Linked DNA regions of Pan troglodytes: region 2 is linked to region 1. Evidence: chromatin contacts called from public Hi-C data. All regions are on one chromosome and are shown on one strand. The core of a region is the stretch at or near the end of the contact, and the rest is flanking DNA. Distances in the headings are between cores, read along the strand shown.

The links. A called contact is a pair of places that touch in the nucleus more often than the background predicts.
Region 2: a contact with region 1 is called in a Hi-C map of stem cell-derived neural progenitor cells, with 2.8 times the contacts expected there. The contact joins the promoter of LSM6 here to the enhancer-like site in region 1. A contact is called at or near these places in 1 of 7 Hi-C or Micro-C datasets (stem cell-derived neural progenitor cells) and 1 of 1 datasets of contacts at active chromatin or transcription factors (stem cell-derived excitatory neurons).

The regions. Positions count from the first base shown.
Region 1 is chr3:147,520,292-147,523,732 of NHGRI_mPanTro3-v2.0_pri, forward strand. C4H4orf51 (chromosome 4 C4orf51 homolog) reads left to right here. Exons shown (of 9, transcript XM_054683420.2): 6 at 1,414-1,580. The coding sequence ends at 1,521. Among named protein-coding and RNA genes, the nearest start is that of C4H4orf51, 51 kb to the left of the region's middle. Within about 2 kb of position 2,095, at least 22 of the 24 cell types and tissues checked have an H3K27ac peak or open chromatin away from gene starts, as enhancers often do. A contact at or near this core is called in stem cell-derived excitatory neurons and stem cell-derived neural progenitor cells, where this site is marked.
Region 2 is chr3:147,961,684-147,964,984 of NHGRI_mPanTro3-v2.0_pri, forward strand. LSM6 (LSM6 homolog, U6 small nuclear RNA and mRNA degradation associated) reads left to right here and starts at 1,402. Exons shown (of 4, transcript XM_003310475.4): 1 at 1,402-1,526.

The DNA.
Region 1 (3,441 bases), core at 845-3,344:
TTGTTTGGGGGCATTTGTAGCTGCGTGGTCCCCTGAAAGTTATATTGTGTGGTCAACCAGGGACATCCCTTCACTGTAGGGTTGATGCCTGCTTCTAGGAAGGGTAGATGATTTCCTGAAAGTACATTTACTGAAAGCTGGCCTCTTGGGAGTTGCTTGGGAGAATCATTAACTATTGTTAAATAAATAAATCCCTCTTGCCTACATGGAGTTGTACTGGTGCCAAGCAATTCCATTGCCAATCAGTGTCTGCAGCTGTTCTGGGGAACAGCTGCTTCTCTCTGTAAGGTGCTTCCCCAACCCCTCCCAGAAAGGGAATTCTCTGTACTCAAAGTAGCCGCTTTTAAGTCAACCATTCCCAACAAATAAACGACATTAATCCTGCTCTTGTTTTTGTGGTGCAATAACAGACTAAAAGTACATGCACGTGCACACACACACACCACACAATTAATATGGGGCACATATTTGGAAAACCTTGGACCTAGAGTCCTGACCAAAAAAATAAATCATGACTTTTTATTTATGAGACAAGGCAAATCTTTTTTTTTTTTTTTTTTGAGACAGAGTTTCACTCTTGTTGCCCAGGCTGGAGTGCAATGGCGTGATCTTGGCTCACTGCAACCTCCACCTCCTGGGTTCAAGCAATTCTCCTGCCTCAGCCTCCCGAGTAACTGGGATTAACGTGTGTGCCACCACACCCAACTAATTTTTGTATTTTTAGTAGAGACAGGGTTTCACTGTGTTGGCCAGGCTGGTCTCGAGCTCCTGACCTCAGGTGATCTGCCCACCTTGGCCTCCCAAACTGCTGGGATTACAGGCGTGAGCCACCATGCCCGGCCGAGACAAGGCAAATCTTAATATTTTTAAATATATATAGTTTGGAAGAGAACAAGCACTGAGATATATAAATGCCCAATTTCCTGCATCAAAGCAATAAGTAGAGATTGAATGAAATTTTCAACGATCATTAACACTATTCTTAGTTCCGAAAGTATTTGCTTGCTGGGTAGTGCTTTTGGTAATCATTCTCTAAATATTTATATTCCTGTGTCCTATCTTGAAGAAGTTCCTGATGGAAACTGGAAAGCAGAGCATTCACATCCAGGAATGTGGGAACTAAAGGCATTAGGGAAACCTGGAAAGAATCTTACCAGAGAAGCAGTGGGGGCCGGTTAGGGATTGCAAGTGTTCCTGCCCTTTTTCTCTCCCACTTTATTAATCTGGCCCTCCTAACAGAGACACAATATATTAAACAGGAAGGTTAAGAGAGATGGAAGAAAATGCAGGATCAATCCCATCTCCTGCTCATGAATGATGTTTGGTTTGGAAGAGACAATTTAATTCCCAATTCTGTGGAAAAGTGACCTTTGCGGATGAGCGAGTGTTGACAACCAGGCCATTTTTCTCCAGCTTCATGGACGGTGCGATTCTGAAAGCAACGTTTGCTCATCTGAGGATTCAGAAGCTGATCGATACTCCGATTATGGCTGGGGAGGACCCTCATCGCCATTTAACTGAGTTGGAAAATGAAGCCACAATGCTGGAGGCGTGGAGTTTGCTTAATAAACAACTTTGAGGTATGGGGCCCTCCCAACACCCCCCCCCCCCACCCCGCCCCGCCCAGGAACGTCTGGACCCTGGCAGGTTGGCTTTCTGGGACAATTCCATGGGCTTCATTTATCAGTTTTTTCCCTTTTTAATTGGTGGAGAGAGACAAAAGTTTTTATAATCTTTATTAAATTTTCCTTTTTAAATAAATACCTGGGACCACATTTCTCTGCTAGAACCACAGAAATGGTGCTGCGGCCCCGACCGTCGGGGGCTCCGGCGTCACAGAGCCTGTCCCTTGTATCTGGGAGCCCCGGGGAAGGCGCAGGGGCGTGAGAAAGGCTCTTTGTATTCAGAGCGGTCACCCAGCAGAGCCGGAGCCTTCCACCGCCAGGTTTTCCTCCGCGCAAGGCGCCGCCGGGAAGCGAATTGGCTGCGACAGTCGCGGGGGCGGGGGCGGCCTCAGACGCGGCGGGCGCGCGAGCTCAGGGGCGGAGTCGTGGCCCTCCCGTCCCGGCTCCCTCGGTAGCTGCCTGCGCCCCCAAAGCCGCGCCCACGGCCCGCCCACCCGCCGCCTGCCCCTCCCCTCCCCGGTCCGCCCCTTCCCGCTCCTCCCGGCCCGCCCGAGCGGCCGTCTCTTTCTTCCTCCACGGCCCACCTCTTCTCCCCCACGATCCTCCTCCTCTAGCGTCCACAGGCCGCCTCCGCCGCCTACGACCCTCCTCCTGCTGATTCCCCCCCACCACCGCCCGCCTAGTCGCCCCCGCGGAGCGCGCAGGAGGGAGGGACCGGGAGCGGCAGGGGCTGCACATGACCTGGGGCGCGGGAAGGAGCCCGCTGCCGTCTAGGCCCGCGAAGGGCCTCGGCAGCCGCCGACTTCTGCGGAAAAGCAGAACGGTGTTTGGTTTACTAACGTAGCTGCCTCCTACCACTCTTCCTCCCCAGCCCCGCTCTCTGCTCCCCACACCCCCTTCCGTTTACTCCTAGTTACCAAGACCGTCCTTCTCTTAGGATTTCTGTTGAATAGAAAATACAATTAAAAGTCGCAGCACCACCCCTGCCTCCCGCCCCACAAACTCCTAGTGATTATTTTTGTCTCTTAGCCCTAGGTTGGGTTAAATACATTCCCCGGGAGCCATCTGGTCTGATTCCCGGCAACCTTCGTATGGTTTCCATTAAGCTCTCCAAAAGCATGCATTGAAAAGGCAGCCCTGTAGCCACTTAGGAACCTCCAGAGTTTTGCCCTGGCCAGCCCTGGTAGACATCCCAGGCAGAAGGAGAGAAAGGCCTCTGTTTAGGTTCCGAGTCTAGTACCTCATGATCCTGGTTTTAATCTCGAATTTCTTGGCTTTTCCTAGTCCAAGAAAATACAGTTCTCCAAGGTAATGGCTATCATTAATTCATCATTTGTTTTTTACTATACGCAGAGGATAGCTGATTAGAATTCTGTTTTAATTCTAAAAATGAAGGCTAACAGCTTTACAGATAGGTTTCAACAGTAACCTGGCCACACAAGTTCAATTTGACCAGCAACATTGGTATGGTGGGGTCTACACCTTCTCGCCTGTCTGTCCACCATTCCTTAACCCCCAAAAGGCAAAGAACAAATGTTTGCTTGTGGAAACATATTCCCTCACACGTGGGTTAGGGCTTGTGTCCAAGAAAAAGGGAACCGGCAGGTTCATAGACTCAGAGTGTTGTAACTAGAGTGTTCCTTAGGATTCATCCGAGATGTATATCCATTGATTGAGGACACTCAGAAAGTGGAGGGGCTTCGGGAAGGTCACATGGCTGATGAGTACAGTACTGCAGCCTAATTTGGGGACGGGAGGGTGGGGAAGAGACCTGGGCATCAAGAGCTTTATCATATACAGCAAGGAAGATTGTGGT
Region 2 (3,301 bases), core at 152-2,651, 440 kb after region 1:
CTGAGGGGCTTTTGGGAACAGCCACACTTTTTATAAGCTTGTTAGCTCATGAATTAATTCAAGATGCCCACCCCGTGTGTCAAACTGGGCCCTTACCCAGCTACTCGCCTTAGAGAAGGTTGCAGCTGCTCGGCAGATGAACTAGGCCCTTAAAACTCCTCATGGCTCCCTACCCACCACACTAGTGTTAACGGCTCGATTAGGGCTCTGTAGGAAAGGGAAAGAAGTTTGAATCAAAAATTTTCTTTTTTTTTTTTAATAATTTAAACAATCAGTAAGGAATGTGCAATTTGATGTCGTTTGCAAAGAAAGTTTTTAGGAACAGGGCTTTTTATCCTATTATGTTTGTTCTTTGCATGTAATTATTTGATTTAAATGGTACTTTTCTTAAAATTTTTATTTACATTGTATTTTATATTGCAAGAACTTCAAATACAGCCCTCACAATAAATCAGTAACTGTTCGGTTTTTATCCAAACTGAGCTTTTATAGAAGGATATAAGGAAGTCTCTATTCTTTAACAAATCATATCCAGTTGTTTTCTGTCCCTAATATCAATCAAAAGTTCATTTCTTCTGCCTTTAACCAAAAGAAGTTTACAAGGGAGGAACTCTTTATCTTCGAAAAAAATTTTGCATCTTAGATTTTATAACACCTAATGGGGTTAAGGATCTGTGTTGAAAGATCTTATCACTCTGTGTATAGTGTTACAAATCATAAATATAATTAAAGTATAAGTTTTCAACTGATGAGAGTATATGTGGAGGGGGAAAAAGGAATCAAGTCCTGGTGTAACAGTTCTCTTCTTTTTCCCCTTCAATTCCATTAATAGAAAGAGTATTGAGAATTCATGCAAAATTCCAAACCAAGTTCCCATACTAGCACTGAAATAAGTCTGCACACCATTTCCAATAGGAACTAGTAATGTAACACAATTAATGTCATTATAATTTGGAGTTACTTGAGTGATTTTGATTATTTTTGTATCAATTAACATTGCCATGGAAACAGTCTCTTGCTAAAATGGCTTAAGTCTTCACACATTTAATCAATATCCAGAGGTAGATTTAAAGACTTGAGGTGTTTCATTTATTTATTTATTTGCTTTAAACTATTCAAGGACGTTTCTGGGTACACAATGCCGTTACTTAAACAGTAAATTCCAGTTTCCTATGACTTCAAGTTATTTTTTACACTTCTGTAAATAAATCCTGCCCAAAAGATCACTTCTAGTTTCCTGGAATTTTGTTTTTGTTTTGTATTGTATTTGTTTTGTACTCAGATTTCTGTTAGAGGAACTCCACTGCACCAATTTTGCTACTAGACAAACCAGGATTCTTGGATTTGCGCGCTTTGGTGCTGACAGGCTTTTTCGGCCTCAGCGGGCTGCCGTAGCAGAGAAGAGCACTGATTGGCTGAGGCAGAAAAGTGCCCCTGCCTCGGCGCTTTCGGTTTTGGCTGGGATCATCCGCGGCGGCCGGGCTCGTGGGGCGCTTGGAGTGAGGGTTCTGGTTCCCGCCGGCGAGGTGAGCCGCACCGCTGCGCGGGCCGACGACGGGGCCGGGCGCAGCCCCAGGTTCGGTGCCCCAGTGTTCAGTCGCGCTGTGGAGCGGCGGCTGCAGCGGCCCTAGGCCGGGCGAGGCAGCCCCGGAAAGGGCCTGCGGTGAACGGGCTGGGGCTCCGGGAAGGGACCGCTGGGTGGCGGGTCCCCGCGAAATGCCGCGTCCAAGCTCTCCGCGCATGGAATGGCTGGGAGAGGTCTGATGGTGGGCGCCGGGACCGCCCTCAGCGAGGCGCCTAGACTGCGCGGAGAGGAGCGGCACCGTCCCGGCTCCTACCGAGTTGGCGTCCGAGACCAATTCAGGTTGTTGAAGTTCCCCAGGGAGCCCCGACGCTTATCCCAAGATTCGGCGGGAAAGCGGATCCCGAACCCAGGCCTAGGCTTCGCCTGTCTTCCAGGAGGGCTTCAGGGAATTGCGAACCCTCCCCTACATCGGGGTGGCTGCGCCTGACCACAGGAATTAAAGGCTGGACTCGCCTGTCTTACCGAGTTGTCAGGTCGAGGAACCCGATTGTATGGTCTTAAGTCCTATCGCCCGAGGTTTTCTGTGCGTATGCGTGTCCGCACACCTGCATAGCAGGCATTTTTCAGGTGTGTAGGATTAAGATGATGCGGATTACCCTGCCCCACTGCTCTTAGTAATACGTGACTATTATAGAAAATTGCAAACATAGAAGACTTTAGTGAAGAAAACAATATTCACTGAACCCTTTCACCTACGATCATTTTCTCTTGTATGTGCTAGCTTCTACTTGAACTAAGAGTGTACATGTTTAATCACTTAACAGTATAGTTTCCCACTTCCATTTAAAAACTCTTCCTAAATATTATTCTAATTTTGTATCTTCTTTTGATTGTCCCATCATTGTGGGTCCCAGTGTCGGTCCCGTAAATTATTCAGTCATTTCCCGATTGTGGGACATTAGATTGCTTTTGAATTTTTACATCATCTTAGCATCCCAGATAGTGCTTTGATAAACTCTTTTCCCTCTATTTTTTAGATTCTTTCCTTGGACTAGATTCTCAGAAGTGAAATTATCAGATCAGATGCTGTCATCTGAAAGGTCTGTTTTAGGCCTTCATACACATTGCTGCAGTGTTTTCCAAAAAAGTTTTAGAGATGTTTGGCAATTTTACTTGCTTGAATATTGTGCAGAAATCTTGAGAGGCTTGTGTTTGTGGTGTGTGTGTGTGTGTGTGTCACTGGCGTTAATGCGTTAGACTACCTGAATGTTAGGGCAGGAAGAGACTTAAGTGGTCATCTGGCATAACTCCCTTATTTTGCAGATGAGGAACCTGGGGCCATGAGAAGTGAAATTATGAGTTATCCAAGTCACACAGCTAATTAAGTAGCAGAGCTGGGATTAGAACTCAGGTTTCCTGCCTCCCAAGTGAGTACTCTGTGCTGTATCAGGCAGTCTCTCACTGAACTGTGGCATAGTAGATACTAGAATTTAAAAATTTGTTTACATCACCTGGGTTATTCTCTCCTTTTAAAAGTGTACTAACAGATTTTAATCATCGGAGAGACCTGTAACACTGAAAAATTGGAAAGTGATCATTTTCATGGCCAAGACTAGAAATCCATTATTTAGAATGGCAACCCCTTCAAGATTTTGACAGTTGTTTTCAGGTTCCCTATATGTTACAATAAAACATCTCTGATTAATTATAATCTACACTCCATCATTTGGTTAGAATGTAGCTTTTGGTTATCATTTGCTGCACCTTGGAGATTTC